3 separate regions of the Mus musculus genome follow, and regions 1 and 3 are each linked to region 2. The links are chromatin contacts, called in public HiChIP or PLAC-seq maps. All regions are on one chromosome and are shown on one strand. The core of a region is the stretch at or near the end of the contact, and the rest is flanking DNA. Distances in the headings are between cores, read along the strand shown. Region 1 holds the start of Manf (mesencephalic astrocyte-derived neurotrophic factor). Region 2 holds the start of Gnat1 (guanine nucleotide binding protein, alpha transducing 1). Region 3 holds the start of Usp4 (ubiquitin specific peptidase 4 (proto-oncogene)).

Evidence for each region. HiChIP or PLAC-seq counts read pairs in DNA pulled down with a chosen protein or histone mark.
Region 1: a contact with region 2 is called in an H3K27ac HiChIP or PLAC-seq map of large pre-B cells, with 3 times the contacts expected there. The contact joins the promoter of Manf here to the promoter of Gnat1 in region 2.
Region 3: a contact with region 2 is called in an H3K4me3 HiChIP or PLAC-seq map of bone marrow-derived macrophages, with 4 times the contacts expected there. The contact joins the promoter of Usp4 here to the promoter of Gnat1 in region 2. A contact is called at or near these places in 2 of 39 promoter capture datasets (both in liver), 1 of 484 Hi-C or Micro-C datasets (liver) and 2 of 115 datasets of contacts at active chromatin or transcription factors (bone marrow-derived macrophages and pancreatic cancer cells).

What each region holds. Positions count from the first base shown.
Region 1 is chr9:106,888,903-106,893,225 of GRCm38.p6, forward strand. It overlaps Manf (mesencephalic astrocyte-derived neurotrophic factor), which reads right to left and starts at 3,036. Exons shown (of 4, transcript NM_029103.4): 1 at 2,912-3,036; 2 at 2,169-2,296; 3 at 1,259-1,400; 4 at 1-323. The coding sequence starts at 2,996. The coding sequence ends at 139. Dock3 (dedicator of cyto-kinesis 3) reads right to left here. Exons shown (of 53, transcript NM_153413.2): 53 at 3,923-4,323.
Region 2 is chr9:107,677,294-107,681,362 of GRCm38.p6, forward strand. It overlaps Gnat1 (guanine nucleotide binding protein, alpha transducing 1), which reads right to left and starts at 2,341. Exons shown (of 9, transcript NM_008140.3): 1 at 2,150-2,341; 2 at 338-380; 3 at 81-222. The coding sequence starts at 2,255.
Region 3 is chr9:108,345,302-108,349,572 of GRCm38.p6, forward strand. Usp4 (ubiquitin specific peptidase 4 (proto-oncogene)) reads left to right here and starts at 2,530. Exons shown (of 22, transcript NM_011678.2): 1 at 2,530-2,717. The coding sequence starts at 2,617.

The sequences.
Region 1 (4,323 bases), core at 1,786-4,285, 790 kb before region 2:
GCCAGCATCACTAGGAAAGCTCTAGGTTCACATCTCATTGTCAGGAGCCCGCTTAAAAAATAAATTACAAAATGGTTATTTGGGGAAGAGACAGATAAACTGCTTTTTCCCCTTCAGGTGCAGCAGGAATTGGGCAGACTACAGATCAGTCCGTGCGCTGGCTGCCTTGGGGGCGTATTTAGGCATCAGTTCATTTATCTTCCGGATATAGTCAGACTTTTCTGCACAGCCTTTGCACATCTCCCCCCAGTCGTCCAGGATCTTCTTCAGCTCTTTCACCCGGAGCTTCTTCAGGTCCACTGTGCTCAGGTCAATCTGCTTGTCTGCAGGGAGAGCAGGAGAGTAAATGGCTGGGCAGGAGAGGCTGCAGGCCCAACTGTGCTGCACGTCAAACCATCCTTAGGATGTCCAGCCCTACGTGCGGCCGGGAAGACAAATGCACACTGCGCCCAAGATTGAGATGACAGTCTTCACCAGGAAGGCCACCTCAGGCTGTCAGTAGCCACCATAAGACACACAGTGCAGACAGCCTATGTGGTTTAGAGAAGGAACATAGCTCCAGTTCCCCGAGGGCTTCCTACATGCCAGCACAAAGGACAGCTCCAGGCTGAGCAGAGCAGACACACCCCTAGCCTCCCCAAGAGGCACCAGAGTCAGACACTTACTCCATAACCCACGTGACCCAAACAAACCGACACCAGAACCAACCAGGATACCAAATCAAATTCACACAAGTACAAAATTCCCGAACATTAGTGCAGTAAACACTGGCATCGTTTAAACTTTATAGGAGAGGCCTAGCTCTTCTCGAGACTAGGATTCTGTGCAACCAGATGGGCTCTGCCATGGTGATGCTGTAACTGTCACGCCTGGGGTTTAGAGCCATGACTGTTGAACTCAAGTTCCCACCACATCACTTCTCTGCTCAAAAACTTCTAAAGCTCCCAAGTTTTTAGACTAAAAGCCAAATTTCCCCCCAAGGCTCTGTCCAACTTGACCTCTACGTACTCCACCACTATCTATAATCTCTATCTGCACTGCTCTATCAGATGGCCTCTGGGTCAACCCTCATCCTTCAAAGTATGTTAAGTCACCCTTTGACCTCCACCTATGTTCGATGCGCAAGTCTGTTCCCTGCAGCACAGAGAATCATCCTTTATGCTACAAACCCGCTTTTGATGACTCTTCTGGCTAGAAAGTTAAGTCCAGAAAGGGTATGCAGAGATGGTAGAAGGCACAGGGTCCGAGTCACACTCACCGTATTTTAGTTCACAGATCTGGCTGTCTTTCTTCTTCAGCTTCTCACAGATCTTTTCCACAGGGATATGGTGGGCCAGGGGCTTCGACACCTCATTGATGATCTTGGTGGCAGCATCATCTGTGGCTCCAATGTAGTAGCACTGCAGCAAAAACCAAAACAAAACAAAATGAAAGCCTTGAAAAAAATCTGCATGCATGAGAGCATGTGTCAGAGGCCAGAAGGCATCAGGTTCCCTGGAGCTGCAGTGCAGGGTGCTGTGGATGCTGGAATTGAACTCAGGTCCTCCACAAGAGCAGCACACATTCATAACCAACTCTCCAGTTCCAGACAACTGTTAGGTCACCTTGAAAACCTCTCTTTGCCAAGGCTTCGGTTTGTTAGTCTGCCCAGATCTAGCTGTCCCAGGCCCGAGGCACTTGATATATGCTCAGCTGCAGAGTTAGAGTTCCGATGAGAGACTACCATGGAAATTAAAGCTACAAGAGGCTGATGCTCCGCCAGGGTCCTTGACCTTGACTTGGCCCTGGCCATCTCGGGGCACCTAGCCAACTACTTCTGGTTCCAATCACACCAAATTCATTCTGGTCTTTGGGCACTCCCATTGCCTGAGTTGTGCTCACTCCACCTCACTGACTCCCTGTCCTCAGAGGTAGATACCCACTACTTTCTCTCTCAGCTCCCACCCACCAACTCTCCTAGCTTATTTCCTTCATGGCATCTGGCATCACTGCCTTGCAGTTGCCTGTCATTTTCTCTCCTGGTCTTACCAATATTCAGCTTATAGCAATGTTTAATAAATAGAGGATAAAAACACTTAAACCTCACATTAGTATATATACAAGTCCCATCACAAAGTGGACAGTGCCCAAGAGCCAGGGACAGGCTGGGTGGGTCACCAGCTACTTACCAACCGATTCTCTTTGCCTCTTGCTTCACGGCAAAACTTTATAAGTTCTTCTTCAATAGTGGCTGGTGAAAATGTGACATCTCTGTCTTTGAGGTCCTGGTAAAATCGTCCCAGATAAGAAATACAAACTGGAAAAGAGGGAGGAGATGGTAAGTAATTATTAGTCTCCATTTCCCCTGGAAAAAACTCTGTCAGCAGTTTTGCTAGAAGGGATTAATTTTTTTTTTTAACTCGGGTACTCAGAAGTGCACAGAGCCCTTAGGTTGCTGGGGTCCTTGTACCCAGTTGCATGCTGGGAATGAACATTACCCAAGTGACCCACACACAACCCTCTCTGCTCTTTTCAAGTTTAAGTCTAGAGTGGACACGTGTCCTTGAGGGAACTCATTGTGACCTCATAAGGGACAGATTGAAGGCTGAAGCAAATGATCAAAATGCTCCTCATTCCAAATACATCGAACCCCCAAGTGCAGCTTAGTAACCCCGAGACGGTTGCGGCCCACAGGATGCCTTCCTGTAATCGCTAAAGTGATGGGAAGACAAAAACTCCCGGGATGTGGGCTTCCGGCCAAGTTATTAACGCTACTGAACCGACGCGTTCCCTTAAATGGGTCAACGTCTCTAGGCCCGGGAAATAAGTGAGGCCCTTTCTCCAGCGGAGCCCCGGGACGGGCCGTCGCTCCCACCCTTTCGCTTTCCTTGGGTTTAGCGCCGCCAGGCCGCCCCCATCCGGTCCCCCGCACCTTCACAGTCTCCTGGCCGCAGCGCCCGGCTGTCAGGCAGCACGCTCAGGGCCAGCGCTACCGCCAGCCCGCGCGTAGCCCACATCCTCCTCAGCCGTCTCCACCACCGCCGCCGCCGCGCGAATGAACCGCACCCGGCGCGGTGTTCCGCCTAGTGGGCTGGAACAGAAACCTGAGCTTCCCATTGGTGTGCGATCCCCGCGCCCACCCATATGCTGCATCCTCATTGGTCCACGTGCCCAGGAGCCCAGACCGGCGGCTCCACGCTACCCTCCCTCATTGGCTGCTGCTGTCTGGGACCTAGACAGTTGTCGGTTGCTGATTGAGCCTGGGCGGTCCATAGGGGTGCGGAGGGAAGGTGCACGGGTCGCCATGTTGGGTTAGGGCAGCTGCTTTGGCTGCTTACCCGGAACCCTCTCAATCTATTGACTCGACCCGAATGCCGAGTCTTGGTTCCACACCCACTCCTCCCGACGCCCGGACTCGTAGAGCAGCATTTCTGGCGCCACCCTATAGCCAGTAGGATGGGCGGCGGGAGCATGGATCAGAAGCGGTTCCTTGTTTTGAACTACCACGTGGATTGCCGAGCCAATCAAGGGGAACGTCCACTTTGATTCGCCGGCTTGCTCAGACCCCGCTTTAACCTGGGTCAGACGGCAGAACCTCTTAAACGAAAGGTCTCGGCCTGCCTAGTCGTTTCCCGTCCTGGGCCTCTGAGGACCTCGCGGCAAGGCTGCGAGCAGAGGCGTTGGTCTACCTTCCAAATGGAGGCCATGGGATCTTGGGAGGTTTTGTTCTCCACTCTTGGAGACACGAGGATGGGAACTGGAGACATTACCGCCTGGACTGCCCTAATGCTAAGTGCAAGGGCTTTGGCCACTCGCCCTGGAAGGCGGAATATGGAGAGCGGCCGACTAAGTGCAGAAAAGTATCTGGAGCTAAAAGGGCTTGGAGCCCGGCGACAAGGGTTTGAGAGGGGCACTTATGCTCCCATTCAGTGAAATCAGTGGATCAATATCAGGTATTCATCTTTAATTCACATCACAGCAGTCAAGGGATGGAGGTGGGGGAGTCAGTTGCCAGATATTTACATCTAAAAGTCACATTTTTTGTTGGATTTATAACATGCTACCACAATATATACAGTAAAATGCCTCTTGGGACACTGGCACAAATTTTTTTCTTTAACTTTTCTGGTACAGGTAAGATAATTTTAAGTCAGTTTTTCTTTAGACATGAATACACAAAAGAAATGGTTAGAAGTTTTCTTGTTTTAAATAAGCACAGAATGCCAGAGGTTAAAAACACATTTATAGGGCTTATTACCAATTAGACATACTCTATACATTTTTTTGCTCAAATTCCTGTACAAATACACAGCATTCAAATAGGTATTTACAAATACGCTTTAA
Region 2 (4,069 bases), core at 1,091-3,590:
TGGGGCAGGGTAGTGGTTGTGAATCTGAGCCTAGCTAGGTGCCATGAGCCTAACCATCATCAGCCTGCCTCCTGCCTCACCTGCCGGGCTGAATCTCCATACTGAATGTTGAGCGTGGTCATAGCCCGAACGATGGCCAGGATGGACTGCAGAGTGTTGCCGTAGATGATGGCAATGAACTCGAGGCATTCCTCCAGCGAATACCCGTCCTGGTGGATAATCCTGTAGCCAAGACCAGCAAAGTTAGAGCCACCTGGGCAAGTAGGGAAGGACAGGTTCTGATGTGCATGCACCCACCCACCACTAGGGGGCCTTAGGATGGGCAGGGAACACTCACTTCATCTGTTTGACAATAGTGCTCTTCCCGGATTCACCGGCACCTGAAAGGAAAGCTGTGCTTCAGAGCCGCACTTCTTTTGGATCAGAGCCCTGGGGTGCCAACTAGACCTCTAGATAGTCAAAGTATCATCATTGCCCTCATCTCTATTCAAAGTAAAGTCTTTAAGACCCCTGAAGAAAGCCGGGCGTGGTGGCGCACGCCTTTAATCCCAGCACTTGGAAGGCAGAGGCAGGCGAATTTCTGAGTTCGAGGTTTACAGAGTGAGTTCCAGGACAGCCAGGGCTATAACAGAGAAACCCTGTCTCGAAGAAAAAAAAAAAAAACCTGAAGAAAAATGGCTGTAAGTGACAAAAGGGACCTACATCAGTTAAGGGACCTCAACTGTGTCCAGTGGGAAGGAGGAGGCGTCCCAAAACTCTGTTGTGTAAAGAAAGTCGGGCTGGTGAGATGGCTCAGTGGGTAAGAGCACCCGACTGCTCTTCCGAAGGTCCAGAGTTCAAAATCCCAGCAACCACATGGTGGCTCACAACCATCTGTAACAAGATCTGACTCCCTCTTCTGGTGTGTCTGAAGACAGCTACAGTGTAGTTACATATAATAATAAATAAATCTTTAAAAAAAAAAAAAAAAAAGAAAGTCTTTAGTATGCTGCGAGATCAAAATAAGACCCTCTAGTGCCACCTTGTGGAGATTTTCAGTACCACATGCATAGGACTATCCGAATGGACCAGCCTCTGCTTTTCACCTGAAACTAGGGAGATGTCTCTGAGAGACTCAGAGGGAATTAGCATCCTTAGATGGGGGAGAGGACAGAGCCGATATCCTTTCTGAGCCTGCACTCCTTAAGGGTGTTGGATACAATTAATGGGATTTCCGGCTTAGCTTTGGCCTTTCTCTTGGGGCTCTGGCTTAGTACCTCTGGCTGCCCTTCTAAAGCAGCAACTTTCCCTTTGGGGTTAAGCAATGGTACCCGCATGTCCCCTCAATACCCACGGGATCATGAGGTTGGCTTTATTTATCCCATGTAGGCCTCAATATCTTTCCACTTCCTTTTTTCCTTTTGTGTAAGCCTGGCTATTCTGGAACTCACTCTGTAGACCAGGCTAGCCTCAGACTCAGAGAGTCACTTGTTCTTGCCTCCCAGTGCTGGGATTGAAGGCCTGCGCCACCACTGCCTGGCATCTTTCCACTTTTAAAAGCTGTCTCACAGGTCTACTGATGACCAAGTTCTGGCACCCAGTGCCTTTGTGGACCTGGGTGATCCTAGAGTTATTCTCAGACCTTATTCTCAAGAGAGAAAGAAAAGCCAAGAATACCTTGCTGAGCAGGCCTGGAAAACCCACAGCTATAGTCTGAGGGCAAAATGTGCCTGAACACACACATTCATACAATGGTGTTTGGTATACCCTTCTGCAGAGAAGAGTGTCCCCAGGGGCTGGAGAGATGGCTCAGTGGTTAAGAGCACTGACTGCTTTACCAGAGGTCCTGAGTTCAATTCCCAGCAACCACATGATGGCTCACAACCATCTTTAATGGGATCCGATGCCCTCTTATGGTGTGTCTAAGAGAGCGACAGTGTACTCACCTACATAAAATAAATCTTTTTTTTAAAAAAAAGGGTCCCAAGAAATTATCTTGGGATCCTTGCCTTGGGGACTATGACATCATCACCTGGCCTTGCCTGGGAATGGCTCCCACCACACTGTCATTCTTCCTCCGTCTAAGGAATCCCTGCTTCAAGGAGAGGCTGTTTGCCTAGCCTGACTGCCCGGCAGCTGTCCCCTCCCCATCGCTGGCCCACACCCCTACCCAGAAGCAGCAGTTTCACAGTGCGGGCATCCTTCTCAGCATCCTCTTTCAGCTTCTTCTCCAGCTCTCTGGAGTGCTTCTCCTCAGCGCTGGCCCCAGCCCCCATGGTCCCAGCAGCAGGCAAAGGGACAGGGTAGGCAGCCTCCCCGGCCTCCTCAGACGACCTTCTGGCCCCAAAGCCAACAATCAACTGGCTCTCCACAGACCTGCACAGGTCCTGGTGGGGTAGCTCGGTGGGATTTGGGAGCTAGGGATGCCCGAGGGCCAATCAGAGACAAGGACAGGTGAAGCTCAGTCTCCTAGCATTTTAATCTGGCTGGCAAGGCCCCAATCCTTCAACTGCTGACTTGGCACCCCTCTGCCCCCCTCCAGGTCTCCAGATGAGATCCTAGAGAGTCCTCTTCCACTCCTGTCCTATATACATTTATTTGGCAGAATTGAGGGAACAGACCCTTTAGTCCCGGGAGTGGGGGGACTGGGAGCTGGCAGGAGAGTGCTGAAGGAGGTGTAGGCACAGAGGGCCTAATGTTTTCCCAGCTGTGGTCACCTCTCCTTATCTTGTAAGCTTACATGAACTTGGAGGAAGGTGGTGCCCGAATCTCAGCCCCATTTTACCGATTAGAAGAGGCTCACATAATTAGCAGTGGCTTAGAAGAGTGGGGTGTCTCTGGACCAGAGGGTACTGTGCCTCCTGGGAGCCCTGAGGGAATAGGTGACTATTTGCCTACCACTCAGGGTTAAATGTGACCCTGTACATGGTGTCTACATGTCCTCTGCTGGTAGATGGGTGAGTCTGCTATACACAGCCCATGTGTGTCTTTCTGTTCCTTACTAGAATCGAGCGAAGTTAAGTGCACACACCCAGTCCTGTATACCTGCATGTATGTGTACCTGCTAGTAGTTAAGTACATGTGCTCTTACATACCTGTTTAAATGATGATGAGTGCAGCCTGTGGATGTGCAGTGGTGCTCTGTGTGTGTATACTGGGGATCAAGTCTAGGATGCCCGCATGCTGGGCATGTACTTCAGTCCAGCATGCTCTACCTGTTCTCCGTCTAGGCACGGGTGTGTGTGTGTGCTCATTTTGCAGGGCTTTGTGTGAATTCACAGTGCCCTTGCCTAAGCATTTAGATGCACACCTGTGTGCCTGTGTGTGCATACATGCTTGCCTGTGCCAGCCCATGCACACTGTCTAAGCGTACATGTGCATTTAGATGCAACAAAGATCACCATAGAGGTGGCTACATTCAGTGTATCTTTGGCAAGCCTATTGTCAGATGTGAAGATCTTGGCGCTCCCCAGAGTACAGAAGAGTGAGTGGGGTCTCACTTGCTCTGCTTTTGCTTGGTCTACTCATAATGTGGGACCTGCATAGGGTACCACTCTAACCTGACAGCCTCTATTCCAGGGTTTGGAGACCTGCTCAGGTGTAGCAGTTGGTGACATATGGAGCCTGCTGTGCGGAGCATCTAGGTGCTAGAGATGGCTTCTGCCCATATAACCGGAAACCCCATCTTGGGCTCTCTATGGGTCTAGAGCCTCTTTTCCTAAACCAGACTCAACTCTGTGACAGACTACAAGGGGGTGCTAGGGTCCCAAGCTCCAAGCATAGAATTGTCCCTAAAGATAGTAGGAAGTAGATTCCCTGTCCTGGCAATTTTGTCATTCGTCCTGAGTGAGGAGGGCTCTGTTCAGGAGCAAATGTCATCTGTCACTTCAGCCCTTGGGCTCCACCCACCCTCAACTGCACAGGGTTAAGTGGAGCCTGGGCCGCAGGGGTCTCTGGAGCTTAGGAAATGCAGGAGCCCTGATTATTAAACCAAACCTGTCTTCTACACAGATGTTGTGTGTGTGTGTGTTTTTTTTTTCAAGATAGGGTTTCTCTGACTGTCCTAGAAGACATTCTGTAACCAGGTTGG
Region 3 (4,271 bases), core at 1,280-3,779, 670 kb after region 2:
TAACTGACCTAGGTCCCCGGTGCCTCTTTGTGCTGTAAGACACCCTCAGGCATCTCACCTCTGTCCCAATCTCTAATGACTGCCTTCATTAAACTAGTGGTCCCACTTGCTTCCTCTCTAGCTGTAGACTCCTTAACCTTCCCAACAGTCAAAGCTCAGCTCTTTGGCCTAATCCCCACTCTGACAATGAATTGCATTCCTTCTGATTTATGCTTCTTCCTCCCAACTGTTTCTTCAGGACCATACTCAAACATTACTTAAATCAAAGTCTTCCATTTTTTTTTTTTTCCTTTTTAAGCTTTTCTTTTCTTTTTTTCTTTTTTGGTTTTTCGAGACAGGGTTTCTCTGTATAGCCCTAGCTGTCCCGTTACTCACTCTGTAGACCAGGCTGGCCTCCAACTCAGAAATCCACCTGCCAGCCCAGCATGGTGGCTCATGCCTTTAATCCCAGCACTCGGGAGGCAGAGGCAGGCAGATTTCTGAGTTGGAGGCCAGCCTGGTCTACAAAGTGAGTTCCAGGAGAGCCAGGGCTACACAGAGAAACTCTGTCTCGAAAAACCAAAAAAAAAAAAAAAAAAAAAAAAAAAAGAAATATACCTGCCTCTGCCTCCCAAGTGCTGGGATCAAAGGCCTGTGCCACCACTGCCCGGCAAAATTACACCTGTGAAGTAGCAACAAAATAATTTGGTAGGGGGGTCACTACAACATGAGGAACTGTATTAAAGACTCCCAGCATAAGGAAGGTTGAGAACCATTGCTCTCGGGGTTACAATGCTCTCTGGCCTGAGGGTGCCTGCATACAGGTGGTGCACATACATTTATGCAGGGCGCACACACATACACATAAAATAAAATGTATCTTTTTTTTTTAATCTACTGGGAAGGTGAGGGAATTGGGGGTTCGTTTGTTTTGTATTAGTTTTTTGAAGGACATGCTTTCCTATCCGCCAAGAAACTGTTTTACTTGCCTTACTGTTAAGAACAGGATTTGTGCCAGGTGTGGTGGTGCACACCTTTAACCACAGCAGGAGGCAGAGGCAGGCGGATTTCTGAGTTCAAGGTCAGTCTGGTCTACAGAGTGAGTTCCAGGACAGCCAGGGCTACACAGAGAAACCCTGTCTCGAAAAAAAAAAAACCGAAACAAAACAGGATTTGCCTGAAAAGCAAAAGCTCACCAGTTGCCCGGGCATCTCCACAGATGGCTTTCTACCATGCTTTTAAACCTGTTCCAGAGCAAGATTTTCAAGACTTGCAATCTTTTCTTTTTCTTCTTCTTCTTCTTCTTCTTCTTCTTCTTCTTCTTCTTCTTCTTCTTCTCCTTCTCCTTCTCCTTCTCCTTCTCCTTCTCCTTCTCCTTCTCCTCCTCCTCCTCCTCCTCCTCCTCCTCCTCCTCCTCCTCCTCCTCCTTCTCCTTTTCTCCTTCTCCTTCTCCTTTTCCTTCTTCTCCTCCTCCTCCTTCTTCTCCTCCTTCTCCTCCTCCTTCTCCTCCTTCTCCTTCTTCTTCTTCTTCTTCTTCTTCTCCTCAAGACAGGGTTTCTTGTAGCCTTGGTTGTCCTAAAATTCTCTCTGTAGACCAGGCTGGCTTCGAATTCAGAGATCTGCCTACCTCTGCCTCCTGAGTGCTGGGTTAAAAGCCTGTGCCATCACCGCCCGGAAGAAAACGGAATCATTGTTTCAGGAAAAAATTAAGATGCCTGGACCTCTGTCGGCTTCGGTGGTTGCTACTCTCTCCTTGACCTGGATGGCTGACAGGATACAAAGTTGTTTAAGACAACTTTGTTTTTTGCGTCTATTTATGACTTTATTTTTGTTTTTTGCAGGTGTGGTGATGTATGCTTTTAATCCCAGCACTCTGGAGAAAAGGGCAAATGGGCCTAAATTCGAGACTAGCCTAGATTACATAAACAGCTCCAGGACAGCAGCTAGAAGAAACCTGTCCCAAACAAACAACAAATTTCACTATTGTGTGCCTGTTTGGCGAACGCGTGCCACAGTGTCTGTGTCGAGAACAAAGGACAACTTTAAAGAGTCAGTTTTCTTTTTCCACTTTTACACGGGTTCTGGGGATCAAACCCAGTTGTCACCCACGTAGCCATCGCGCCGGCCCTTGTTTGAAACAACTATTAATGGCTGGACCACACCGGACAGTCCAGATCTCAATGCGTCCGTGTGCACTTGGCTACAGGGGCTGCCGAGGCAGTAAATTCAATCTCGCATTTAGGCAGTCTTGCTGAAAGCCGCATGGAACCGAGTGGAAACAAGAAAAGCAAGCGGCAGGCTCCTCCTGCACGGATTTAGCATCAGGCTAACCTCACAGGCCAGGATGGAGCGAGTGACTGATGGGTCGAGGGCGGGCCAGCAGTCAGATCGCAGGAGCCGCTCAGACACGGGTGGATGTGGCCGCCGCCTCTGGGCGTCCAGCCTGCTTCTGTCCGCTTCGGCTCCGGAGGGGGCGGGGGGGGGTTAACAGCGCGTGGGGGCGGGGAGAAGAGGCGAAAGTCGACGGCGGTGCCGGGCGCGCGCACGTGCGTGGTTACGTGCGTGCGTGGGCGCGGCCCATAGCACGCCGTGCGCTAGGCGGATGTCCGGGCCGGCTGGGCCGGGGCGGCGGACGAGATGGCGGAAGGCCGGGGCAGCCGTGAGCGACCGGATGTGGAGACCCAGAAGACGGAGCTCGGAGCCTTGATGGGGACCACGCTCCAACGTGGGGCGCAGTGGTGAGCGTCCGCCCTGCCCTCCTGCGGCGCAGAGCGTCTAGCCGGCTCGCTGGCCCTCAGGCCGGACCTCTGTCCTCAGTTTTAGGTGGAGGCGGGCCGGGGGCGGTGCCTGGAGTCTGAAAGAGTGGCTTGACAGCGGCCGCTGATGAAAGAAACCCCGGGATCAGCTGGGGGACAGCGCTGACAGGCGTGGGGTTTGTCCCGGTCCATTCGGATTCACAGTAGTCTTGGACCGGCGGGGACAGGGGGTGTAGAATATAGAAAAGGGGGCGCGCTGGGGTCGGCGGGAGCGGGAAGGTGGGGGAAAGCACTTAACCACCGAAGACTTGGGCGCTTGATGGTGACCTTGGTGGGGGAAGTTTCCACCCCTTACACACCTCCGATCCTTAACAATTAAAACCTCGGTAGCAATTTGTGGCTTAGGACGCTCCTGGCGTGGAGAGAGGATCCGAAGTGGATACTTTGTAACTTGTAAACTGTGATACTTTGTAACTTGTAAACCGTGGGACAGGATTCAAAGCCAAAAACTAGAAGCCAGTTGTCAGATGGTCCGGGACAATTGTAGCAGTAGTTAGATGTAAGAGTGGGAGGGGAGGGGAAGGGAGGGGAGCTTGACTCCTGGAGCAAAATAGAAGATCGAAAGTTACAAGACTTTGCCAGGCACGCTGGCATATGCTTTATTGGTTTGCAGGAGCAGAGGCTGTAGGATTGCTGTAGGTTCAGGGCTGGTCTCATACAGTGAGCAGCACCCCCCCCCCAAAAAAAAAGTTCCAGGTTTACTAGAGCAGATTCAAATATGAGGCCTCTTAAGAGATTGTTAACTAGAAGGGATTGTACTCCCCAGTCGGGGAGAAATGCCTGGGTGGTGCTGCTGTGTAGGAGTCAAATAATAGGGTAGGTTTCTCATTGATTATGACCAATATGAGGACTGAAAAAGAGAACAGAACTTATGTGTTTGGGGTGTGGTCTAGGTGTAGTTTATGGTGTTTAAATTGAGCCAGTGAAAGGCCAGACAAATAGAGAGAGGTACTTTAGAAATTCTGCAAAGGGATGACACAGAAAGAATATTCAGGTTGGTCTGGATGCTCATGCCTGTAGTCTTAGTCCTGGAGGAGTATTGCTGCCAAATTTCAGGGCCAACCTCAGTGACATAGTAAAAGCCTTGTCTCAAAAAAAAAAAAAAAATGGTGGTGGGTAATGTGATTAATAACTTAGTAACATAGTTTTACTTGTAGAAAGAGTCCATTTGAAATGATTGCTCATGGGCTGGTGAGACTGCTCAGCATCTGAGAACTTAGATTATTCTTGCAGTGCCTGAGTCTGAGGCCCAGCACTCGGGTTTGGTGCCTCCCTGCCATCTGTAACTCAAGCTCCAGCTCCAGGGATAGCAACTCCCCTGACCTCCGTGGGCACTGGGAGTCATGCTCAAACTCAGGCACATAACCAAAGCATAATTAAAAAGAAAAACTCAGCCCAGGAGCGGTGGCACACATCTTTAGTCCCAGCGCTTGGGAGGCAGAGGCAGGTGGATCTCAGAGTTTGAGGCCAGCTCAG